Linked DNA regions of Mus musculus: regions 2, 3, 4 and 5 are each linked to region 1. Evidence: chromatin contacts called from public HiChIP or PLAC-seq data. All regions are on one chromosome and are shown on one strand. The core of a region is the stretch at or near the end of the contact, and the rest is flanking DNA. Distances in the headings are between cores, read along the strand shown. Region 1 overlaps Ltbp1 (latent transforming growth factor beta binding protein 1). Region 2 holds the start of Fam98a (family with sequence similarity 98, member A). Region 3 overlaps Rasgrp3 (RAS, guanyl releasing protein 3). Region 4 overlaps Ltbp1 (latent transforming growth factor beta binding protein 1). Region 5 overlaps Ltbp1 (latent transforming growth factor beta binding protein 1).

What was found. HiChIP or PLAC-seq counts read pairs in DNA pulled down with a chosen protein or histone mark.
Region 2: an HNF4G HiChIP or PLAC-seq map of pancreatic cancer cells shows a contact between it and region 1. The contact joins the promoter of Fam98a here to the enhancer-like site in region 1. A contact is called at or near these places in 1 of 15 datasets of contacts at CTCF or cohesin (the NIH/3T3 cell line), 2 of 115 datasets of contacts at active chromatin or transcription factors (the NIH/3T3 cell line and pancreatic cancer cells) and 2 of 9 other capture datasets (adipose tissue and liver).
Region 3: an HNF4G HiChIP or PLAC-seq map of pancreatic cancer cells shows a contact between it and region 1. The contact joins two enhancer-like sites. A contact is called at or near these places in 1 of 15 datasets of contacts at CTCF or cohesin (the NIH/3T3 cell line) and 1 of 115 datasets of contacts at active chromatin or transcription factors (pancreatic cancer cells).
Region 4: a contact with region 1 is called in a CTCF HiChIP or PLAC-seq map of the NIH/3T3 cell line, with 18 read pairs. The contact joins two enhancer-like sites. A contact is called at or near these places in 1 of 15 datasets of contacts at CTCF or cohesin (the NIH/3T3 cell line) and 2 of 115 datasets of contacts at active chromatin or transcription factors (the NIH/3T3 cell line and embryonic stem cells).
Region 5: a contact with region 1 is called in a FOXA1 HiChIP or PLAC-seq map of pancreatic cancer cells. The contact joins two enhancer-like sites. A contact is called at or near these places in 1 of 15 datasets of contacts at CTCF or cohesin (the NIH/3T3 cell line) and 2 of 115 datasets of contacts at active chromatin or transcription factors (embryonic fibroblasts and pancreatic cancer cells).

Annotation. Positions count from the first base shown.
Region 1 is chr17:75,053,838-75,058,860 of GRCm38.p6, forward strand. The region is part of intron 2 of Ltbp1 (latent transforming growth factor beta binding protein 1); the gene reads left to right. Among named protein-coding and RNA genes, the nearest start is that of Ltbp1, 51 kb to the left of the region's middle. Within about 2 kb of position 2,729, at least 45 of the 459 cell types and tissues checked have an H3K27ac peak or open chromatin away from gene starts, as enhancers often do. A contact at or near this core is called in the NIH/3T3 cell line, adipose tissue, embryonic fibroblasts and 1 more, where this site is marked.
Region 2 is chr17:75,549,503-75,554,525 of GRCm38.p6, forward strand. Fam98a (family with sequence similarity 98, member A) reads right to left here and starts at 2,444. Exons shown (of 8, transcript NM_133747.2): 1 at 2,239-2,444. The coding sequence starts at 2,291.
Region 3 is chr17:75,468,044-75,473,066 of GRCm38.p6, forward strand. The region is part of intron 1 of Rasgrp3 (RAS, guanyl releasing protein 3); the gene reads left to right. Among named protein-coding and RNA genes, the nearest start is that of Rasgrp3, 35 kb to the left of the region's middle. Within about 2 kb of position 2,683, at least 13 of the 459 cell types and tissues checked have an H3K27ac peak or open chromatin away from gene starts, as enhancers often do. A contact at or near this core is called in pancreatic cancer cells, where this site is marked.
Region 4 is chr17:75,367,672-75,372,694 of GRCm38.p6, forward strand. All of the region lies in intron 31 of Ltbp1 (latent transforming growth factor beta binding protein 1), which reads left to right. Among named protein-coding and RNA genes, the nearest start is that of Rasgrp3, 66 kb to the right of the region's middle. Within about 2 kb of position 1,885, at least 17 of the 459 cell types and tissues checked have an H3K27ac peak or open chromatin away from gene starts, as enhancers often do. A contact at or near this core is called in the NIH/3T3 cell line, where this site is marked.
Region 5 is chr17:75,342,523-75,347,545 of GRCm38.p6, forward strand. The region is part of intron 24 of Ltbp1 (latent transforming growth factor beta binding protein 1); the gene reads left to right. Among named protein-coding and RNA genes, the nearest start is that of Rasgrp3, 91 kb to the right of the region's middle. Within about 2 kb of position 2,764, at least 37 of the 459 cell types and tissues checked have an H3K27ac peak or open chromatin away from gene starts, as enhancers often do. A contact at or near this core is called in the NIH/3T3 cell line, embryonic fibroblasts and pancreatic cancer cells, where this site is marked.

The DNA of each region.
Region 1 (5,023 bases), core at 1,479-3,978:
ATTCGGATCTGAGCCCATCATCCTCTGAAGCACACAACATTCTGCTTCTCCCTGGTAAATGAGCTTATGGGCAAGCCACCATTTTAGATGTTTGGTTTCTATGATGATCTCCTTTTCATTTTAATTTAACTAAAAGTGTGTGTGTGTGTGTGTGTGTGTGTGTGTGTGTGTGCAAATGGTGTGAACATGGAGGTTATAGGAGGACATTGGGTGTCCTGTTCTAGCATTCTGCCCTACCCCCATGAGACAGAGTTTCTCACTGGACCTGACAGTAAGTTTGTGGCCAGCAAGACCCCCTACTCTTCTAGTCTTTGCCCCTCACCTTGCTCTGGGATTATGGGCTTGTGGAGCCACAGCCAGATTTTTATGTGGGTAGAGATGAGTTGACCCAGGATGCTTTACTGCACAGTAAGCACTCTTACCCACAAAGCCATGTCTCTGGCTAGCCCCCATTATTATTTAAATATAAATAACTCACAGATATTAATCCACTACCCAATTAAGGGCCTCTCATATATGTGGGTTTTGTTATGTCATGTGTGTGCTGGTTCCTGTGGAAGCCAGAAGAGGGCCTTGGATCCCCTGAACTGGAATGGCAGACAATTGTGAGCTGCCTCTGTGAGGGTCCTCTGCAAGAGCCGCAAGCACTCTTAATCACTTAGTTTCCAGATCCATGTACTGATTTAAAAAATTACATCTTAGTCTCTGATTTTCTGCAAAATAATCCTTCATCTTTTTTACCCAAAGTTTGTGGCTCAAAGCTAGAATTTAAGAGGGGCTCAATGTTCAGACAATGAATGCAGATCGTATGACATTAGAACAAACTTAAAGATTATTAAAACATGTTGCCTTTTCATTAGACATCATCTAAAATGATTTCTGTGCACATCATAGCTGAACTTCAAATTTGCCAGGTATGTGCATTTACCAGCTACCTCCTGGCATTTTACTACCATGAAAGCACAAAGTGAATTTATTCTGCTAATGTGAACAGTAAAAACCTTAGATGGGTTTAATCTTTGTTTCATTGATCAAAGAATTCTCACAAACCCGGCAGTCCCCAGAGCTCGCACATTGAGAACTCCCGCCCTCCGTGAGAGCAGGTGACATTTCTGGACAGTACAGTTGAATGGGTTTCAGGTTGGCACTGTACCTTACTAGAATCAGGCACCTGTGCCTGAAGCTCAGCTCCTGTCACTAACTGACACTCATCCCTTTGTCACAAAAGTGGACCCCAAAGAAGGCTTTTGGCTAGTTGACGTTCAGGATAAACAATCCTGATCCAAAAATGCTTGCATTTGGATTTTTCTCTCCTGGATTTTGTTATATCTGCATATACAGAATGAAGTATCTTCTGGGTTGGAATTTACTTAAGCCTGATGTATATATTACATACATTGCCTGGAAGTTGTACTGTATGATATTTTTCATGTATCTCCGGTTTGAGCTAGCATATGGCATCAGATGTACTGTTCTCCTTATGGTATCTATCATGTTGGTACTTTAACAGTTTGGGATTTTAGAGCCGTGGTGTTTTAGAAGTGCTCATCTGTACAAAGCATGCTCGTTGAGTGAGGGAGGACTCAGAGAGTCCCTCTGGGCAATGAGTTTAACTCTGAGGTATTTGAGAAGTGGCTGAGTCAGTAGCGAAATTTCACCATTCTAACTCATGCTAGAATCTCTGAACACTCTAGAAACGTGTATCATTTTATAGTTTTGATTTTCAGTGGCTCTACACTAACCCTATTTGGTCAACCTTTTATGATTCCTGTGAAGTTTTTTGTTGGTGTGAATAACCCTGCTGAGGATAGCAGAACATATGTCTGGGCACAGTAATTTTTCTTTTACATTGTTAGGGCACATGCCTAGAAATGAGGGTATGAAATCCCTGAAACATGCTGCCAAGGCACTCTCTAAATGCATCTGCCAGGATGGCAGAGATGGCTCATCAGTAAAGTGCCTTGCTGGGCAAGCATGAGGAGCTAAGTTTGGATTCCCAGCATCCGTGGAGAAGCTGGGCACAGTGGCCCAGGTCTGTAATTTCAGTTCTGGGAATGGAGTGGGGATGACCCAGAAGCCAGACCCCTGGAGCTCATTGGCCTGACAGTTATTGGTAGCATCAGAAGAGACAAATTCATCCCAGCTAACTACCCATGTTAAATAACTACCCATGTTAGCTAACTACCCATGTTAGCTAACTACCCATGTTAGAGTAAATCCTATGGAATCTCCGTTCCTGCTAAGCTCAGGGTAGAGCTCACAGCACTGGGAGGCTGAGTGACACGAAGGCCTCAAACCCCAGAATGAGGCCCTGAGCAACTCTGCTTTGGAGACCTCTGATCCTGCATGTGGCCTTGGGTACTTGCATTCCTGGCAACTTACTCAGCCACCTACTTGGTGAAATTGTCGCTTTGCACGGCAAATCGTGTGGTTGGGTATTCAACGTCAAGAAAGGCTGTGAGATGTGCCAGTCTGATTCAGAGAGAGAGGTGGGGATGAGGCCAGCAGACCTACTACTGACACTGTGTGATACACACGGACACAATCTCATGTATTTCGAGTGGGTTTCCACATCGATGAAAACTCTATAAAGTCGACTCGGTGCTTGTTGAAATGTGAAATTCATCTTTCTAGAAGATTCAGTTATGTGGAATTCATTATGACTGGCTACGTCAGTCATTGGGAGGTTATGATGCTAGTCTTTTTCTCTTTAGGGATTGAGGAGTATGCTGACTCAGAGCTGTTTACAAGGAAATCACATTATTTATTTGGGTTTGGTACAGGAGAAGTTAGCTCAGTCGTCAACTTGTGAACTCACCGTACGATTCTCGTGTTCTGATATTCCTTCGTGTTGAATAACTTCAAAGGGCAGCTGGGCAGAGCCCTGAAGCCACACAGGGGGCAACTTCTCACCTGCTGCCTTAGATCATCGAAGACACAGCTCAGCTCACATTTCCACCCAGGACATATGTGGCAGACATGCTGCAACTTGTTTGGAGAGAAAGGCACGGGGCAGGGAGTCACAGTGAGCTGTGTGGGCTGGGGCAGGCTTTAAATATAACTAAGGGCTATGCTTTTAGATGAAAAGCAAAGGAGGCGGGGCTTCAGGCCATGGGTCACTTCCTAAAAATAAAGTCACTGAACTTTGAGAGAACTTTAGGATTATCTTTGTCAACCCCAGAGTAGCTGCCAGCGGAGAGAAATTTGAAACTGTTTACCATTTGGGCCCAAAATGGAGCATTGATCCAGTTTTGACGGATTCAAATGACAAATGTGCTTTTGCAAGGCCAGCCTGGGATGTGAGGATAGAGGGACTTTTGCAACCCACCCTGTTCGCCCAGATCTTGAAATGGTGACATTCTGCAAGCCTCAAGTTCATTTTGTCTTGGTGGCAATTTCTGCCAGCTGCAACAGACCCCACTTTATTATCATGACTTTATTTTGCTCCCAGTTGCCTTTTGTCTGATAATTAAAACATTGAGTTTTCTTGAAAAGTAGAAAAATACAAAAGGTTTAACATCTAGACATGTTAAAGCAGACATCTACACATCTATTACCAACAGTCAATATATGTCTCCTTATTACATTTGATACTTTTCTTTTAATTATGTGTATGTATGTATGTGTGTAGGTATGTTCACTCGAGTGCAGGAACCTTGGAGACCAGAGAGGGGTCAGACTCCTGGAACTAAAGTTACATGTGGTCGTGAGCTACGTGACGTAGGTGCTAGGGATGGAACTCAGGTCCTCTGTAAGAACACTATGTGCTTTAAATCCTGGCCTTTGCTCCAACACCTCATCTTTCTTTTTTTAAGAAAAACAATTTGAGTCAAGTATGATACACATCTGTAATAGTGATACACATTTGTAATAATGATGCACGTCTGTAATGATGGTGCACATCTGTAATGATATACATCTGTAATGATGGTGCACATCTGTAATGATGATGATGCCCATCTGTAATGATAATATACACCTGCAATAATATACATCTGTAAGGATGATACCTATCTGTAATGATGGTGCACATCTGTAATGATGGTGCACATCTGTAACGATGATGATGCACATCTGTAGTATTAGCACTCAGAAAAATTAAAGCTGGAGGAACATGAGTTCCTCCCCAAGTTGGGCTATATTGTGAAACCCTATCTCAAAAAACAAAACAAAACAACAAAGAAACAAATGGCAAACTGCAAACAAAAGTGTAAGAAGAAATTCCCATTAAGAAAAATATATTTCCCCTTGGTATTACTTCTCTTCTTCCCATAGAGGATAACACCATACACTTAGTATGATGCTAACAGGCATGCCAAACCTTTTGACACTGAAATATGACATTGTCATCCACAAAGTTTAAACTCTAGAATTAAAAAAGTAAACAACAATTGTAAAATAATCTTAGAATGTTTTAAATAAGTTCAAAGTTTTGTGTTGGGCTGAATGTTGGTTGCCTATGGCCCATGGGCTGCGGGTTGGACACAAGTCTGGCATGTTTATATTTATCCACGAATGCACCAGGCATCATTTTAAAGTTTATTTGAAAAAGAACACGTAGTAAAAATAGTATTACAAAGTAGCAAGCTGGGGTTGAGGAGGGCTCAGTGAGTAGAAATGCTTGTGAAAACCTCAGTCCAAATTCTCAGCCTCCATGGAGTAGGCAGGCATGGCCTTGTGTGCCTGGGACTGTAGAGTCGAGAAATGGAGCTTGCTGGCCAGCAGCCTGGTCAGCTTCGGGTTCAGTGAGAGATCCCACCTCAGAGGAATGAGACAGGGAACGTGGTCGTGAAGACATCACCCTCAGCTCCTGCTGCCCGTCCTATCCCATACAATAGTTTGTAGATTTTCCAGTAATTTGTATACATAAAACTAGAGAAACTCCAAATGACGATCAATTTGTTTCTTGTTTTCTGGCATATGACATAGACCTTTTCCCGTGTTTTTTGCTTTGTCATGTTGCCTGGGCCCTGTTAGAGGTTAATGATGAGCGCTTAGGCTTGTTTCCAGGATTAAGAGGAAT
Region 2 (5,023 bases), core at 1,194-3,693, 500 kb after region 1:
TACACACACACACACACACATATACACATAAAAACAAAACCCCCAACATAGTAGATAGTAGAGACATCTGAATAAAGGCCCAGGCTTAGAAAGTCCTCCTTGTGTTCCACATTCATTCAACAGCCAGCAGCTGCTACCTTCCTTCTTGTGCTAGGTTAGAGATAAAAGATAGCATTTACTGTTCTAGAGGCAGATAGATGCTGATGGATCTCAGAGATAGAGGCCAGCCTGGTCTACAGAGTGAGTTCCAGCACAGCCAGGGCTACACAGAGAAACCTGTCTTGAAAAAAAAGATAGTATTCAACTGTAATTTTTGAGCAAATTGTTTAAAAATACACAGCAATCAACTAATGGTGACTTTTAATAATATTTAAATGTAACCACACTAAGTTAAAATTAATTATAAACTTTCATTAAAAACTCTAGGGTTTATATTACAATGCAACCTAACTATTTACTTGAGGGCAATTGTTGCAGGGATAATTAGTTGTAGTAAGCCAGACAAGAAAACATCATTAGGATAAAGGAACAGTAATGGAAGCAAGCTCTTCCACTGCAGCCAGTCAGCTGATCTTCACCTGCACGGAATATCCCAGAACTCTTCTGGTTCTACTCCTGCAACACTACCTTTTCAAGGGAAGAGACCCTCCTCGGGGCTTTTCATTGTATGCTTCTCAGAGCTTCCACGTGAACTTATACCCTGAGGAAAACCCCACACTGGCACAGAGCAAGTGTCCCTTAAAAAATGTTTACTGGCCGGGTGTGGTGGCGCACACCTTTAATCCCAGCACTCGGGAGGCAGAGGCAGGCGGATTTCTGAGTTCGAGGCCAGCCTGGTCTACAGAGTGAGTTCCAGGACAGCCAGGACTATACAGAGAAACCTTGTCTCGAAAAACAAAACACACACACACACACACACACAAAAAAAATGTTTACTGAGTAAGCGAATCATCTTTAGACACCCGTTGAAAAGCACCCGTTCCACAGAATAAGGCTTACGTGTGGCCCATTGCAAGAACTAAGTTGGCCAAGTCTGGGCTATGCACAAAATGTGATTCAAAGAAATGACCACAGCGGCTGATGTTCACAGCGATGGTTAGTAAGCTTCCTTTATGGTCAGTACCTACTAGGACACCAAGCTAGTCACATGGGTTGCGCTTTGGCTACCTCAAAGGTGTCCTTCCCTAAAGAAAGGTGTCCCTTAAGAATTTCCATGGCATGGAAAAGCCTAAAGTTAAGCTTTGATTAAGGATTATAGTTAAAAATACAACAATCGGCAGGGCATGGGGGCTCACTCCTTTAATCATAGCTCTCAGGTGCCAGAGGCAGGAGGACCTCGGTGCGTCATTTCTTCTACGCTGATTTTATCCTGAAATAGTTATTCGCAGGCAAATACTTAATCATGCAGGGCTTTTTTTTTTTTTTTTTTTTTTTTTTTTTTTTTTTTTTTTTGCCTAAGAGCCTCTAGGTTCTCAAGTTTAAGCACCTTGATCTGGGTGACCAAACAAGATAAATAAGCCTTATTTCCAAATTCCTAAACACTGAAGACTATGACTGAGAGTCAAGATGCAAATATGCTGATTCTTGGTGGGTGAGGATGACCCTGGAATGCTGGAGTTCAGCGAGGCTGTGCTGGAGGTCTGAAGTCACTGACTGTCATTTCCAAAGCAGGTGGTTGAAAGGTTAGGTGCACAGCTGAGCGGGCTTGAGAGCAGCCGGCTGCATCGCCCAGACGTGCGCTTTGGGAAGCCTAGGTGCATGCAGAGATGACTGAGCAAAGATGATTTTTTTTTTTTTTTGAGAGAGAGAGAGACAGAGAAGTAGGGTGGGGGGTAGAAGCTCAAGAAAGAAGTAGGGAATCTTGGGGCCAAGTAGGAAAGCAGATACAACTTTGGCAAACCATAAAGTGGGGGTAGGGTGGGAGGACGGGAGGCAAGAAGAGAAAGCTTGGGGAGTGGGGGGGTGGTGAGAACCGGAGCCCAGACAATGACACGCATGACTGAGACACGCTGCGGGTAGCTGGGCTGTAGGGGAGCACCGGGGAGGACGAGGGCCGTCGGAGCCCAGTGGGCAGGGTAGGTGTGGACGTGGCACCGGGGGTCCCTGGGCCAGCAGCGGGAAGCTCCGGCGGGAGTCGGGTGCGGAGTGGCAAGGCAGGTGGCTCCGACCGGGCGCCCGAGGAGTTGCCGGGGCTCTAGCAGAGTGGACTTTCAGAAACTCATGCCCCCGCCGTCTTACCCTAGATCTTCCAACGACTCCAAGATGTCAGTCTCCATGAGGTCACACTCCATGCTACTGTGGTATTCAAATTTCCGAGTCGTCAGGCTGCCCTCTCGCCGGCAACGCGTACCCTAGCGCATGCGCTCCTTCCCCGGAACTTCCAAGTCGACAGCTGGCGCCTCAGTCCCCGTATTGCGCATGCCCCGAGCGTGCGCAAGCAGTTTGGTTCCGCCCACTGCCCCCACCTCACCGGCCGAGGAAAAAAAAATGGCCGGGTGTGCGCGTGCCCAGTATGGGGTAGTGAAGCTAGCTGCCCTAAGAAGGGCAGGAAGGCAGGTGGCGTGGCACCGAGGCTGGGAGACTCAGAGACTCAGCCAGGGGGCGCGGAGCTCTTGGAATGCGCATGTGCACAGCTTGGGGCGAGGCAGGCGCGGGAGGAGCAGAAGCAGGATCCAGCCTGGGATTGTAGAGTGACAGCTGTGGTATTGAAGATGCGTGTCCTCCTTTCACCTGCGAGTCACCACAGAAGGGCAAATTTGTGCGTTCCCAGCCACAGCCCAGGGCGGGGTTAGACGGGTCAAAAACAATGAAAGCCAGGAAAATGCCATTTGATTTTTCTTCAGTGTAGCCTCTGGAGTCCACGGTTAGAGAAGTGGCTTTCCTCAGTATGGATGCTTCAGAAAGTTTCTCCAGGGAAAGTTTTTTTTTTTTTTTTTGTCCCTGTCCTCTTGAGTCTGCCCCAGACACCACGCATTTTGTTTTAACGGGAAAGGGCATAACTCCATATCGAATACAATAGGGTATATTTGATTACATGCAGTTTAGACAATGGATCAACTTTTTGTCTCCGTTGACTTTTTTTTTTTTTTTTTTAATACAGGGTTTTATAGAGCCATGGATGGCCTGGAACTCACTATGCAGACCAGGCTGGCTGTGAACTCACAGAGCTCCACCTACCTTTGCCTTCCCAGTGCTGAGATTAAAGGCATCTGCTACCATGCTCAGTGTTGTCATTACTTTTGGCCACCCATGCTTGGGTGTAGCTTTCTATTATGAAAGAACTGTTGAATAAGGAGGAAATCGTTTTCAAAGAGATGATGTAGTTAGAAAATCATATTTATCTATGAATTGCCATGTTGTTATATTGTGTAGTCATTTGGTTTTAAACTTATTCTTACGTTTTATTTTGTAGTTTCCACTTTCATGTCTAATGGATAAGCATTCTCTGTCAGTAGTAATTCATGGTTTAGTTATTTATTTTGTGTAACATGGGTTGGGAGAAGGTTATGCACTAACTGTTCTAGTGACTATCCTCTTGACCCATGAGCGACCTGGCTTCTCCAAGAAAGCTCCCCTAAAGTTAAATATTCTTCAAGGTGTATTCATTGATTCTAATTTCCTGATTGGGAAAAGTTGCAAATCCAGAGCCAAGGTTCTGTCAGACTGTCATTAGTCCCCTTAAGAGCCCACCCTGGCCCATCCTGTGTGACCTAACCTCATTTTGGCTATCAGGTAAAACTTTTGGGATGTGTAAACATCCAAATTAGCTTCTGCCTACTCAAAGCCACAAGTGTCATCAGATAACAGCTAAGTTCTCTCCACATCACTGTAAACTTCTCACCTGCTGTCCCCACCAATATATCTGAAGAAATAATCCCTTGACTTATGAGTTGGTATTGTGTAACTATACAGACAGTGGAACCAGTTCTGTGTTGGCACATGTTATGTGGGGCAGTCTGAGTCTGTACCTGGGTCATGGTCACTCATATTTGGATCAAGAAAAAAAAGTATTTTGCATCAACATATTATTGTATAGGGTTATAATGCTGTATGAACATTGTTTGCATTATATAGATGAGCAACCTGAAGCACCGTGTCTTTCTGATCCTTAGCATTCGTAAACAATTAGTGCATTCTGAAACTTGAGTGTATTTGCATCCATACACTTACTTGATTGTTCAGACAAGGATTAAAAGCAGAATGGGAAAAGATAGGGAAATTAATTATCTGATTTTTTTATGCCTGTATATATTGTACATAATTTTAATAAAATGATTCTTTATCATGGAAATGTTGAATGTGCTAAAAACAGTAACAATGAAAGGTTGTTTTTTAATAGAAAAGGTTTTATTCCTAACTCAGACCCCCAGCCTTGTTACACAAGACTATTTTAAACGCTGACATTTAATTTTTAAGAAAATCAAGCAAAGTCAAAGGTTATCATTAGAAACATGATGTACTGTCAGTCACAGTTTCAAATGTTGCCATTTTTTTTAACTTTTGTAACTCAACAAAGGATTCCAGAAACAATCTGTGGTCTGGTTTTTATAAACACCTTTATGCAGACATGAGTATCCTACCTTATTAAGTATGAATTTTATAAACATATTACTCTAACAGTGTAGCTGAGGATTATTTCAGCATCCCTCAGCTTCTCCAAAAAAGATTTACAATAGTGTGGTAGAACTTGTACAGCTCTTTCCAGGATCACAACTCTGTGAGTTGCAGGTGTGTAAGCCCACTTATCTCCTTGTGTTTGCAGACTCTTCAGGTGATCTACTGTGTCAGAAATCTCCACTTCTGACTAGAGAGTCAGTCAATCAGTATAAACCCAAAGACTTTGTATCTGGCATCTTGACCAACCCAATGAGGACTCACAGAGCCCCACAGTGGCACACACTTCATTTCTGAACAGTAGACTAAAGGCTTCAAGCAGACAAATGCTGGTTCATGCCACGTCCAGGCTTGCTTTGGGTTGCACTTTTTGGAACTGAGCCTTTTTTTTTTTTTGGGCCACCTTGGT
Region 3 (5,023 bases), core at 1,433-3,932, 410 kb after region 1:
GACCATTTACATTTTTTAAAGGATGGGGTTTGTAGGTAAATCCCACCATTTAAAGGTCCCAAGAAATGCAACCGTGAGTGTTTCTGTACCAACACAATTAGATGCACAATGTGTGTGTGTGCCATGGCCTTCTAAACTCTCAACAGAAGGAAGGGCTCTTTTCCTCTGTGACAGTCCCATCCAGACTCCACACGAGCACTGACTGATGGTCTACTTTTTCCTCTTTGAGGAACAGTTCACAATGAAGACTTTTGTGTTGGTAAATCCAGCACTAAGCACTTGTAAATTTATCTGGAATGCACAGCACTGATGCCCTTTGTAGCTTTTTCATCATTTTTTTCCTCCTGTAACTCATTTGTTTATTTATTTATTTATTTATTTATTTACTTACTTATTTATTTACTTATTTATTTATTTATTTAAAGGATAGCTACTTTAGCCATGCTCAACACGGAATAGCTGTTTTCATACTGGAGAAACTATTTTCAGACCTGTTTATATGATTCAACTTAGAAGACCTGTTGTTCGAGTAGGTTATTTGCTTATCCATAGAAACAGCACAATCCTTCACTCTGATCCTCCCAAAGTATCACCCATTAAGTTGTCCAATATAGATACCACTAATACAGATACCACACCGTCATCCAGTTGAAAAAAATTGTTAAGTCCCGTGAGCCAAGGACCGACTCAACAGCAAGCAGCTTTTCCATGCATACTCTATGTAAATACATACACCTCTGCCCACCATTTATTGTGATAAATATGCAATAATCATCACACCTGCGCTTGCGTGATCACACTTAGGTCAGTGTAGTTCAGCATGGAAAGGGTTCCATGGCAGGGGACTGACTGGGAGTGGCGTAGGAGGAGATCTGATGGCTGCTGCGCATGCTCTTTTGCCATGAGTCTTGCCATCTTATGATTTGCTGCGCACCTAGAGACTGAGTGGTTGTCTCACTTGCCAGTTGTGAACCTGTGGTTTCTCTGGGTCATCAGTCAGGGAGAGCCTTCACAGAAAACTACTGCTTGAACATTTTTATACATTTCATCTGCCTCTCTACATCCCTTCACTTGGCTAGACATCAAAATGGTAGTGAGCAAAAGGCTGTGTATAATATATAAGGATCTGGGGAATGGGGAAATCTTTCAGGCTGACAGGAAGAACACTGAGGAGATCAGTGTTACATGGATGCCTTGAGAAAGTATAAATGTTTTTTGCAAAGTCATCATGCCCAGATTACATATTTTAGAGATTAACCTACTTATAGAAAGAAAAAGCAAAATTTAATTTTACTCACCCAATCCCCTCAAAAGTAAACCCAAATCAGTAGTAGTTCTCACTGTAGTCTTCTAAACTAGAACACTGGGGATGAGACTTGTCCCTTAGTGTCCTTATGTGATAGATTCCAGGACTCCATGAACACCATGCATGATCATGATGCCCAGATCCTTCCTGTTCAGGGGCACAGTGTTTTTGTTTGTTTGTTTGTTTGTCTGTTTGCTTGGGTGGTTTTTTTTTTTGTTTGTTTTTTTCAAGACAGGGTTTCTCTGCATAGCCCTGGCTGTTCTGGAACTCACTTTGTAGACCAGGCTGGCCTCTAACTCAGAAATCTGCCTGCCTCTGCCTCCTGAGTGCTGGGATTAAAGGCGTGCGCCACCACGCCCGGCTTGGGCACAGTGTTTTTTATATAACCTATGCTGATCTTCCTGTGTGACTTCAATCATCTGTGTCTCACTTGGAGATGTGACCTAATATTGTTATCCTATATTCTTTAAGGAATAATGAAAAGAACAAAAGGTGTTCAGTACAGATATCACTACTTTGAGAAACATACTGTACATTCATGGTTGGTTGCATTTCATAGACATAAAACCTTGAGGATATGAAGGCTCTGATCTTTGATGGAAAATGCTTTTTTTTCCCCAAGGAAATGGCATAATTTAGTGAACGCTAGCAGAGACATAAAGAATGGACTCAGAATTTTGACATCAAATGCTTGCTTGATTTCTTTGATGTTTTGCAATAGGGAATGGAATCCTAGGACACAGAGCATGTTTTGTCTGTCTTGGAAGATTGCATGCTTTACAGACACCTGTTCTCCAAAAGCTAGCCCCATGGTCCCTTATTTCCCCTTTATATCAGTTGCTCATTTATTATAGGAGTCAGCCATCATGCTGTCATGTTCTCATTACTTTATGAGACCTAAAATCTTGGGTGTTCTATTCTTTCATGTGGTCTTTGTCCCTTCAGAGTCTGTGGTATGTAAAGTCACTGTGCTTTGGTCTTTGAATTCATCTCTGGGATTGAAAAAAGAGAATGCCCGTTTACATGGGAATTCACTGGCACTAGGCACTCTCTCTCACTGCCACAATTTCAAGTAGGGGTGTGGGCATCATTCCCATTGTTTACAGAGAGGAGACTGAGAATAAGAAAATGTACGTAACTTGTCCACAGTCATGGAGGAAGTACGTGCAGGCAGAATTCTACACAGTGTAAACAATCTATTAGCCCCGAATCCCAGGAATTTCTCTGTTTATGCTGTCATCCAGGCGAAGACGGGGTTCAATTACATCATTCAAGTGCACATTTTGAATTGTCTTTTGTAGTGAAAAAGGCTGTACCTTGTCATGATCTTCTGTTAGGCATTGGTTTATGACTAGTTTGTGGTGTGCTGGCTGATGGGTATTGTTGGTGGTATTAAGTAAGTTTTATGGGCAGTTGACTTGAAGAATAAGTCCATCTTAGTCACAGACACAAAGATATTGGCTTCAGATAACATTTGTAGTGGAATTTAGTCATCATTTTCGTCACTGGTGTGGGTTGGTTGAAGTCTCAGCAATGACGGCATGATGTAACATCAGCTTTGAGAGGGCCCATTTTTTAGATATAAAAGTTATTAATATAATTAATTGATTACATTTAAAATAGTCCAGCCTGCTCTCTTGCATATATTCTCCTTGCCTAAGAAAAGCAATTCCTGGGAGTTCTGCTGGCTACAACACCCGCACATCCAGGGGGCAAGTGTGCATTCCGACGTGCTTATTCCTTTCCTCCTTGTGGTCACTTGCTCAGTGTGAGGAGTCTTAGCTCACTAGACTAATTGAGACTCTTTACTGTTGGTCAGTTCTCCAACAAGTTCATTGTTTATTGACTAGCACCATTATCAGTATGTTGGTAAGATCATAAAAACAGCTGTATGTGGCTTCTAGTAGTTGTGAGTGCAGCTATACATAGTAATAGCCAGGGAAAATATAAATGTATGCTGTTTTATAATAAATAAAACATTATAATAACCTTTGTAGTATGACTGTTTAGGGCTACTTTCTTTGAATTAAAAAAAAAAAAGTCTTGAACTGACTCATAAACTGATCCAAAAGGTATTTCCCCCTTTTTACTGGTTATTGTAATAAACAGAATTTTCGGCACCTTCCAAGAGCATACAAGAGAACATTTATAAAAGAAGGAAAGACAGTGAGATGGTTGGTGATGGTTTTACCATTATGGATTTCATTTCGGTCAGCGGAGTTCAAAGCAGTGTAAATCTTGATGCCCCTACTGTAATAGAAGGATCTTATTCATGTCTAGTTTGTGACAGGATTCAGGTTGCTGCAGCTACACTAATATCTTTTAAGCTTCTGTTTAATAGGATTGGTACTTTTATTTTCTGAAGGCTTCTTTATTTCCCAAATGTTGTCCCGTCTTTTCCCTTAATCAGCTGGCCCATAACTACCCCATAAGGTGCCATATTATTATGACATTGATTTGCTTTAAGACTATAAATACAGTCAGAGTTTTAATTAAGGATGTGTTCCTGGTACAACTGGCAGAGAACTACCCACGGGAGGAAAATAACATGGGAAATTTATATCTATTCCCAGAGCTTCCTTTTAGTTATTACTTTCTCGCCGCTTAATTTTTTTCAACCCCACAGACAAGCAACTGCATTAGAGAATGTGTAAGTGATTTTAATTGCATTTTCCCCTGTCTGGAGCATTTGTAATGTGGCAGAGAGACCAATGCAATTGGCCCAAAGGGAAATTGATGAGCTAGGAATGGAGTTAGACACAGCCATCAATCTAAGGCACAGTCAGTCTCCAAGTTAACAAACCGGCTCGGTCTCTCCTCTGCTTTGAGGACATTTTCTTTCCATTCAACAATCCAAACTGCTTTGCACTGGGCTTCCTGGGTGCCTTCTGTGCAAATTAACCTTGGAAGGCACGTGAGAGTTGTGCCTAGACATCTGTACATGAAGGTCCCTGTTGCAGAACAGTTCTAAAGACTGGAATCAAGGACCTCGAGAGAAGTATGTCCTTTCCCAGGCATACTGCAGAAGCTCTCCCTGTACCCATGAAGAATGCTCCTTCTCAGATCTCAAGCTAACAGAGCCTTCTGGGGCTCCCAAGCCCTCAAGAATTTGAAGTAGTTTTAAATTGGAGAACCAAGTACATCCATATTTGGTTCTGAGATACTCACACTGCAAGTTCGATTTGAGTGAACACTGAAATTGGCCCGGGTCTCAGTTCTGCTTTCTCAAAGTAGAAAGTATTTCATTTATGCATGGAATGCCTGCCACTCAAAAATCATATGAGTTGACAGGCTGTTTTAGAGATCATTATTTTCCTGTGGCCTGGGCAAGTGGCCAATCTGAAGGGTGGTTTTTCAGATTTCTCTGTAGCCCACTTCCCTCCCCAGCCAGTCTTGATCCAGACATGTCTCTGCCTCTGATGGTGTTTCTTTTGTTGTAAGGATTTAAACTATGCCTGCTTTAGGAATAGAAAAGAAAATAACATTTACTTTCACCTCATTCAGAAAGTAGATAGCGCTGTAGTGAGCAGAGTGCTGTAAGAGAAGAAATCAAATGAGAAGAGTTGGCTACCTTGCATTTTAAAAGGCCAGTGGGGTGAGGTTTTTTTGCTGGAAACAATGCTCATGCCTTTTTTTAACATAATGATGCTGTCTCTCATTCTACCTAGGTTTAAAATGGATGCTCTCTATGGAAAGGACATCCACTGTGCAGTGGAG
Region 4 (5,023 bases), core at 635-3,134, 310 kb after region 1:
TGCTTGTAAGTCACGGACGCTCGGTAGAAGGGGTTTGTGAAGAGCCACATTTTGTCCTGTCTCCAGCTTGATTCTGCGATGCTTTATTTACTGCCTGTGACTGGTGAGCCAAACACCTTGTGTAATTCAATGTCATCGAATGGGTTTTCAGAAGAGACATTCACATCAGAGCTGGAGAGGTAGCTCAATGACTGAGAGAAAGCACTTGCTGATACTCCGGAGGACTTGAGTTTGGTTTTCAGTACCATGTCAGGTGGCTCACAACTATCTGTAACCCAAGGTCCGGAAGATCTAATGCCCTCTTTTAGCCTCTGCAGGCACCTTCACACACATGGCGTACAAGAGCTCGCGCACGCGCGCGCACACACACACACACTTACTCACTCATGTACACTAGATTCAAGTCAGCTGTGTTTTCTAATGTAATCAAATTCAAAGGCTCTTATAAAATATATAGCTACCTAATAGCTGATCATGAATCCACGGATGTAGAAATGATTGTTGTTATACAATTTTCTCTTCTACACTGCTGCTCCATAAACATAAAGATCAAGCCAGTGAGCAGAGAGTCTCATCTGAACTCCAGCCCTGGTTCTGAGGTTGGAAGGATGAGAGTACAGGGTTCTGCATTCTGACAAGTCTTGGTGAACATGCCTCCAGTGTATGTCCAACAGCTAGTGAGACACTGAGCAGCATCTGAGGAGGTTCAAACCTGCCCTCACAATGATAGTCACTAGTGTTTCAGAGGAACCAAAGAATGTGCGCGTTTTAAAACTGCATGCTCGGAACGCTGTCTCTGAGTCCTCTAAACGCACGATTTCTGCATTTCTAGACTATTGAGAAGGACAGCATTGTCCTTTGTTAATTTAAACTCTGGATTAACCCAGCCTGCCATCGCTGAACCTTCCAGTTTCTGAAGGAGGACCACCCTGTTTTAGGGAACGATTGGTTACTGATGGAAACAAGGCTGGGGGAGTTTGAAGAATAAATCGCAGTGCCTGCCATCAGCTTTGAGCATTAAAGTGCCGTGTAAAGTACAGCTCTGGCTCAAAACAGGCCTTCACACTTCTGGTCCAATAGGTCATAGGCATTAACTCTTGCTCAAGCGGCAAGTCTGGGAAGACTGGCACGTGGAGGCTGTGGGAGTGGCTCATTCCTTGAGCTCTCAGAAGCTAGACTCTGCCTTGTGTGTTGGCACTGCATGGGGGGGGGGAAGTGAGTGGAGGGTGAAGGATTTATGTTAGGAGAACCTCACACAAGAAGAACTATGTTCTTGTGTAATTTTGTTCACTTTGGGGGCCATTCTGGATTTGATGGCAGCCTTCAGCTAGTTAAAGGGGCCAAATGGCAGGCTCGTTTAGGAGAAAGCCCCTGATTATTGGTGGTAAGGTGAAGGGCGTGTGTCAGTGGTGTGGTGGCATGTGCTAACAACCTCTGCCTTCTAGAACTCCACAGGCTTCCCTATCTTGTTCCCACCCTGCCTCCTCTTCTTCCCGTCCACTTCTGCAATACCTTCTCTACCTGCCCTTACAATGTCAGTTGCTGGAGTCTCTTTTGGGAGGACATCGATATTTGATCCATTTATCATCCTGTGAACTGAGAATCTGAAAGGCAAGGCTGTTAAGAAAACCAAATAAGTTCAAACCAAATAAACCACTGTATCCATATTTCAGATGAGAGAAGGGAGAGGCAGGCTTTGCTCTCTGGGAAGTTTTCATGCCAGGCTGGAAGGAACTCGGAGTTATCAGAATGTGGGATCTTTGATTAGACATTTCCTGCTTGGTTTTCATGGGTCTCGGTGCCAGGAATTGTTGAAAGGCGCCCGCCCGGTTGGCTCTATCTTAGATGCACAACCACTGCCTCCTGCTGGAGGAGATGTGGCTGAGGAGGAGTAGCCTGCATTGTCAAGGCCTGCTCAATGCCAGAGTCAGATCCAGGCATCTTGCCTCCAGACTCTGTGGGTTTAGTGTGATCAAGTCCTCGCTCCCCCAGAACTCAAAGTGCATTTGAAATGCACAGCATTTTTTTTTGAAACATGAAAGTAACAGAGTGGCGAATTGAAGCTGAAACCTTTTAGTGTTCCTGTATGGTGTGCTGATGCAGGCAACAGGACGTGGTTTTAGAGTTAGTAGTGAGGGTTGCAAATCAAATGAAAGCAGTGTCAGCCATGCACATTGACGGGCCGGATGGGTCATGGGTCATATATACCCAGTTGGCCAATGATTCTTGCCCAAATAAAGCATAAACTTAATGTTTTTGGAATATATATATATATATATATATACACACACACACAAACATACATATACACACATATATAATATATATACATATATATGCATACATGCATATATACATATATACTGTTGTTATCAAACGAAGATAAACTTTTTTCTGTGAGCAATGAAAGGCAGACACATTTGAACACTAGATTCTATAGTACCCAGGAATCGCCGTGTTTATAATTAGACTATGTAAAGAATTTTACTCCCGATGGATAAATCATTCAGAAAGCCATGTTGTAAGGTAACTGAACATAAGGTCTTGATGGAGAGCTCCCTTCTAAAATGTATGCATGTCAGGTGCTTACCTAATGGGTTAACTAATGGGTTAACTGCAGTGTTGGGAGAGTGCCCCCTGTTGGTAGTCTCTTGTACTACAGCATACATCCACCTTAGAAGCATTCTTGAGAGCTCTGGTATTATTGGTCAGAGTGGCCCTCGCTTTCATTTTTTTGTTACAGTCTCAATGGAAATGGCAGTGGCACAAAGGCACACATTTCAATCATATTTTAATAGTGGTCAGTATATTAGAATTGTTGTCCTTTTAGATTGCAACTAAGCAGTCTGAAGATACAAATGCATATGAATACTGGGGTCACTAACTCTTTTGGGGAACACATCTTATGGATGTGTTTGAGTGACAGAAAACCAAACACCATAAGGAGAAATGAAACTGCCTGTGTCTGGAGCCGACTGATGAGCTGTGATACATCTGTCCAGTGGAGAATACTCTGCAGGCATTTTCTAACTGAAGCACAGCTACAGAGCCTGGTAGAGAATGCTGCTAAGCCATTTTTTAAACTTTTATTACATTTACTTATCGTGTGTGTGTGTGTGTGTATGTGTGTGTGTGTGTGTGTGTGTGTGTGTGTGTGTGTGTAGTGAGATCCTGTAGGTCTGGGTCAACAGGCTTGCCAGAAAACATCTTTACCCATTGAGCCATATTGCCAGCCATAGGCCATATTTTATACAGAGGCATAAAACAACTTGAGTAAACTGTCTTTTGCGTAATACATTCAAAGAAAGAACATGCATAGCTGTGTTGATGGCTTCTTATAAATTTATATCCTTTTCACTACTTGAGTTTGTTTTTAATACATATATATTGTATACAATCATCTCATTTAAAATAAACAGAAATGTTGACCTGAGACTTGAACTCAGAAAGCTGGGACTAGGTGTAATTATGTCATCTCTGTTTCCCGTGTGGGTGTTAAATGAGTGACTGATAAATAGCATGAGATGCATGAAGTGAATATACATGAGGATCCATGACAGTATTACCTAATGTCTCCTGTTTAGGTGGACGCTACCTAAAAGAAAGGATTTTCTTTTCAAATGATTAAGTTGCATAAGCCCTTCATGTACCTGCCTCTTAACACCAGTGTTATGGCCAGTAAGTTATGTGCTTCTCGGGTTGACAAGAAGAGAGATCCATTTCCTGAGATGCAAATCTAAATTGTATATCATTCTCCTGTTTTCACTTTCAACTTCAATCTAAACTTTATATTTAAATTTAAATGTATTTAAAACTATACATTTCTTCCTTCATTTTGTTATTTACCAAACATACTCTCTATAGTAGGCCAAAAAGTTTGTGACGTGTTCACAATTTATGTTTGGAAAGACAGAATTGTGAACTAGGGTGTTTTATTCCTAAATCTGTCTCCTAAATATACGCATGATACTTTCCCTGTGTCAAAATGCTGTAAATCTAATCTAGCACCACCTTTTTATATGGTTTTACCCAAGTAAAAGAATTTAGACTCTGCCTTAGAGATGACTGAGCCCGTGACTTCCACATCCTCGCATGGCCTGGCTCTCCCACGTTCTCAAAGATCCCAGTGTGAGCTGTTGTGTAACAGTCCTGAGGTGAGAAGGAAGACAGACATTTGACTTGCAGGCGACACTTGAAAAAATATTGTAACTGGGCAATAGTTGTAAAAACCCTTTCAGCGTTGATGGCGTAAGGGCTTTTCCAAGAAATGTCTTTCCAGAGAATGTTAATAATAACTCGGGAACATCCCATTTGGGAAGCACAGCAGAGGGCCACCGCGTTTTCTTAGGAGACCCAGGATCCCACTCTGGTTCGACGACTGGTTCTCCCCGCTGCACTAGGCACATGCTTTCAAATCTCCTGTATCTAAAATTAAGAGCTCTCTGTGAACTAATGACAATTTAATCCTGTCTTAGTGTGAGCGCATGCAGCCTTTTGGCCACATGTTCTGTACACTGTGATTCCCGAAAAGTAACTGCGATCCAGGTAGAATGGAGGATGGCTAAGCTAGAAGCTCATGCAAGCCTTCTAAGCTGAGTTGGAAGTATTCCATGAAGGCAGGGTTCACTTCTGTGGGGTTGAATGTTGGTGTCCAGGGAAATTATATGCTGTGTGGAATGGCTGGCCTGCAATTTTTACTGTTCCTCACTGAGAGATTGTTGTATTTATTTAGAAAATGAAACATCACCCCTCCCATAAAGCAAAAAAAAAAAAAGCTTTCTTTTTACAATGGGGTGGTTGTAAAACAACATTCAATAAAGAATTATGTCTATACATCTGTTAGCCTGGTTCTTCCAGCGTAGAATGGCAGTACCAACACCTGCCTCAAGGTGGCGATCAGGTGCTAGCTGTGCTACTGCCTGGGTTGTAGGACAGTAAATACCCCTATGTTAAGTGATTATTATTAAATCCCCTTCTAGAAAATAAGTTGAGTTCATTCCGGTTCTACATGGTTACCTTGTTA
Region 5 (5,023 bases), core at 1,514-4,013, 290 kb after region 1:
TGCTAACATCTTTCAGTTCCACTTCTTGGCTAGGGCTTACTGTCTTCTGGTCGACCTCCACTCCTTTCAAGAAAGAGTGTGAGGTCTGCAGTTCTCCTCAGCAGAGCTCTGTGTCTCTTTAGTACGAGGCTCTTTTATATGTCTGTTTCCTAAAATCCTGGAACCAAATATTAAACCGATTGCAGGTGATCAGAAAGATCTCAGCTGAAAGAGTGGGTCATTTCCTTCTGATGAAAAGCTAGGAGAACATTCACACCAGAGAGCAGCCTGTGTCTTCCTGAGGCAAACACACCATCAGAGCCTGGTATGTGTTTTTCCAGAAGTCTCTTTGATAAACATCTTTGGAATCTATGGTGCTCTGGTTTCTATATCTCAGAATGATGGTGCCTCTTATGTTGGGCTCTTTTTAAGGACAAGAGGTTCTTCTAAAACTACAAGTCAACAAGGGAAGCCAGTGAGTAACTGTCAGCCTGGTCTTATTTCTGTCTTTGAAGTAAACATGCTCCATGATGCTTGGTGGCTCACAGTGTGGTTCTGGTCATCACATAGAAGTAATATTTTATAAGCATCCCTAGAAGAGGCAAGCCCAGATGTGGAACAGAACCTTCAGTATGGATTTAGAAGGTGATCCTCAACAAGGACCAGCCACTCGCCATCTCTTCCACTTACTGTCTTTGTCACTTGACAGAAGTTGCTTTCCTCCCCAGGCCTCAGTTTCCTGGCTCTTACAATGTGGACAATGTAGATAAAACTGAAATTGCCTTTAAGTCAGGGTGAACAATATAATTCGTGTTAAAATGTCCTGCTGGCAAGTAGGCTTCTCTTGCCCAACATTGCAATCACTGTGGAAATTTTGTAAACAGCCAAGTACCACAAATAGCACTCCCATTACTACCACTGTCCTTGCTAGAGTCCCATCCTTGTCACCTGCCTTGATAGAGCATCCAGACACAGAAGAGTGAGTGGCTCATCTGTGAGACGTTCTTCCTAGTTGATAGATGAGTCTCACTTGGAAGTAGGGAGGAGAAAAATCTACAAAGCACAGATGTTCAGAGCCTGAGGAAACAAGGATTTCTTCTTCATGATTGAAAACAAAACAAAATGGAAGAATTTGTCTGAAAGAATACCAAACCACTTTCCTAACGAAATAGACATAAGTGCATCTTGTGATCACCTCTTGTGATGCACATAGGCTTTTCTGAATGTGACACCTAGTAGGACCATTTACTTTTGTTATGACTTTCACTGTCAAGGTCTTTAAAGACAGTTTTAATTTCTTTTTTTTCCATTTTTTATTAGGTATTTAGCTCATTTACATTTCCAATGCTATATCAAAAGTCCCCCATACCCCCCTACTCCCCTACCCACCCACTCCCCCTTTTTGGCCCTGGCATTCCCCTGTACTGGGGCATATAAAGTTTGCAAGTCCAATGGGCCTCTCTTTGCAGTGATGGCCTACTAGGCCATCTTTTGATACATATGCAGCTAGAGACAAGAGCTCCAGGGTACTGCTTAGTTCATATTGTTGTTCCACCTATAGGGTTGCAGTTCCCTTTAGTTCCTTGGGTGCTTTCTCTAGTTCCTCCATTGGGGGCCCTGTGGTCCATTCAATAGCTGACTGTGAGCATCCACTTCTGTGTTTGCTAGGCCCTGGCAATTTAATTTCTTTGTCTGTATATAAGCTGCCCTACCCATTCTATTTAGAAAATCACATTGAGTCTTCCATTGTTTCCTCCCCTGATTTCATTGTTCATGTTACCAAAGTGAGCGGGTAAAGAATGGGTGACCTTTAGTGAGTGTTATGCAGGAAGGAAGGGACATTGGAGTTCTGTTTTACCATAGAAGGTTTTGGGAAATTTTTGGGGCAGTAAAGAGAATATATTCATTGTAAAACTTGCAAATGTACAAAACAGGTTAACCTGACAAATGTGGACTTGTCAGCCATTGACACTGTCACAGCTTCCATACAGGCGCTGTCAGTTCCAGGCATCCTGAGCTGTGTTCCACTTATCCTTCTAATATTTGGAGGGTTCTTTTTTTTGCGGGGGAGGTCAGTTTACTTACTCACTGGCTTGTAGGTATCGTTAAATCTTGACTTTGTTTACATTGAAACATCAGTATTTGCTGTTCCGTTTTTTTTTTTTTCAGTAAAAATATATGAAGAGCAGAGCAATATAAGAAATTAGCAGTTCTTGTGAAAACATGCTTCATACGTGTGGGTTGAGGACCGAGCAATTACTGACAGCAACTCCAACAGATGACTAGCTTTGGGGATAGTATTACTAGTGATAATTTCTAGCATGACCCTTACTGGATCAATAAAACTGATGTAGAAATGTTGATATCAGGCAAAGAAAAATATGATATTTAGAGACCTCAAAAATTAGTCTCAGGTTTCAGAGTCAACCTTGACAAAACAGGATGATGTTTTCCACCTATCCAGATAGATGAGGGGAAAGTAGATCTGAGATCTCACAATATCAAGAAAGTGAAATATTTGTATGTAGGCCATTAAAGAATTGAAACAAAGAGCTGAGGGTCTAGCGTAATAGGAGAGCTCTGGTTTGGCCCTTCTGAGAAGCGAAACCAGCGCTGTACTTCAGTGAAGCCATTACCTCACCTCACTGTTGAAAACAAGAAACTGCAGAGCCGCATTATATCATTTTTATAAAATATTAATTGTTGAACAGCTAGTCTCCAGCAGGCACTTCACATTCCCTTTGCCTATTCATTCCGATCCAAAACATTACTCATCTAAACTTGCTTGGTGAGTCATTGTTACAGTAAACTGAGTCTGCAAGACGCCCAGTAATTCATAGCCAGCTGGGGGCTTGTTCACCTTCAGGCTAGTTATTCAGTTCCTGTGCTGGTGAACAGTAATAAAGGGCCATCATCTGCTGGAATGGCATGAAATTAATAACAAGGAAAGCAAGATAATCTAATTTTAAGAATCTGGATTGAGAATCCAATGGATTTCACACAGCTGAATTCACTCTTTTCCTCTCCTTTTAGTAGAGAAATAAGTTGCTGGTGAGGGTGTGTTGAAGGTTCCCCAACCCTTCAAGCCTAATACAGGCACAGGAAAAAGAGGAGTAGCCTGGTATCTGTCTGGGAGGTGCCATGATGGAGGTGCCCCCTTAGGCTGACTCTGGAAGGATCAGCATGAATTTCTGAGAAAAAAATAGGAGTGGAAGAGCCAATCAAGCAAAGAGTTTATACCATTCTAAGGTCAGGGAGCCCTTATACAAGGTCATCTACAGGGATGGAGTTCAAATTGAGAAGGTTTTCTGAGAACTGCTATCACACAGGTAGCCAGGAGCCCGATGAAGGAAGCCTTGTGCTCTAGCAAGAAGAAGATGGCGAACACTTTGAGCAAGGGAGTGGCATGCATGGGTTAACATTTACAAAGAGCACCTCAGCAATAGTTAGGTAAAGAGTGGATTAGAGGGAGGCAAGACTGGAGATACGGAAGCCAGCTAGAATACAGGGAATATTGAGAAAGATCAAAGGGTGGCTTAGGACAGCAGAGGGAGTTGCAGAAGGGAAGGGCTGGCATTAAGATTCCTGGTACGGGTGTCTAGTTGGAAGTGCTGAAGAAGGGTGTGTAGGAGAAATGGAGCTGATATGCGGAGGGCAGTGATAGCAAGTTCATGTGTTACTGCTGGGTCTATTTGGTCTTAGATAAATGTTTCACCAGGACTGAGCTAAAGCTTTGAGAGAGTCTGAGAATCCATCAGCATGGAAGTGCTAACTGAAGAATTGCTCAGCTTCCAGACCCCCAAAAAGGCTGCAGTGCAAAGAACAACATTATCTCTTTGACAGATGCCCACTTTAGAAAGTCCAGAGTTAGCAGTGGCCTCTGTCAAGTCAGTAACAGGATAGAACCCTTCCTCCCTGTTACAATCTGTAAACTTGCTATAATCCCAGCTTCCTGCGGGCATTCAGAGCAGCCCAATCAACTTGCCACATTAGATGCCATGAGGAAGAGCTGCTGGCTTTGATGTGAAATAATTGCACTGAGTTTTCGGTTCAATTCAGGAAGGCAAGGTAGGTGAAAAGGAGGAATGGAAAGGAGAAAATTCTCGTCCCCGTCAGGAAGAGGGTTTATGTTCTGTTTAAATCAAGCTGCTAGGCTGGACTAAGACAGTGGCAGAAAAATCAAGTGAAAATAATTAAGAATAAGAAGTGTACTTGGAAGAAGGATTGTGGTGAAAGATGAAGCCTTATCATTCACCTCCAAGGACTGAGAGTCTATGGGGAGCAGATTGGGGAAAGCTGGCCTGCCGCAGTTCCCAGGAATCCTGAGCTCCGGCAGATGTTCATCTGCAGTCCATGGATGGTGGACCAAGAGAAACACTCTTGAGCATGGCAAGGTGCTCCTGGTATGTGTGTTCACCAGACTTGGAGGTCAGTGGGGGCTGACTAGTGGATCAGATGCTAGGGGTGCCTCTTTTAGCAGCTGTGTTTCAGTGGGGCAAAGATAGAGAAAATGTGTCATTGGGCATGAAAAGGGGTAATGTTGGTGAATGTTGACCCTTATCGGGTACTTTGAACATTTTATGTTCCCATGTTAGTACTTTGTGCATGTTTTGTGGAATCCTCACAGTAATTGTTGGAGCCCCATAGCTAGACATCTGTTGTAACTATAACTAAGACATTTTATAAGACCATGTTAATTCATGTGAGAGAAGCATAAGGCCACTGTCTATGAGTTCTCATGCAGATAATGCTGTCATTTAACTGGCATTTTAGATCTTGAGACGATGTAACCCGGTGGCACATAATTTTCCCCATGAGGAACTGGGGCAGCCTGGCTCATCAGATTCTCTCTTAGACTAAGTCGTAATTATTAACAGGGTTGAGTAAACCGTTGTTTCTTCCGTCCTACAGCTGCACAGTTGGAGCTCCTTTTTAGCATTTACCATATCCCCAAAAAAGTGGCACATGAACTGCATTGAGGGGGCTGGAGAGATAGCTCAGTGGTTAAGAGCGCAGTTGCTCTTTTCAGAAGACCCAAGTTCAA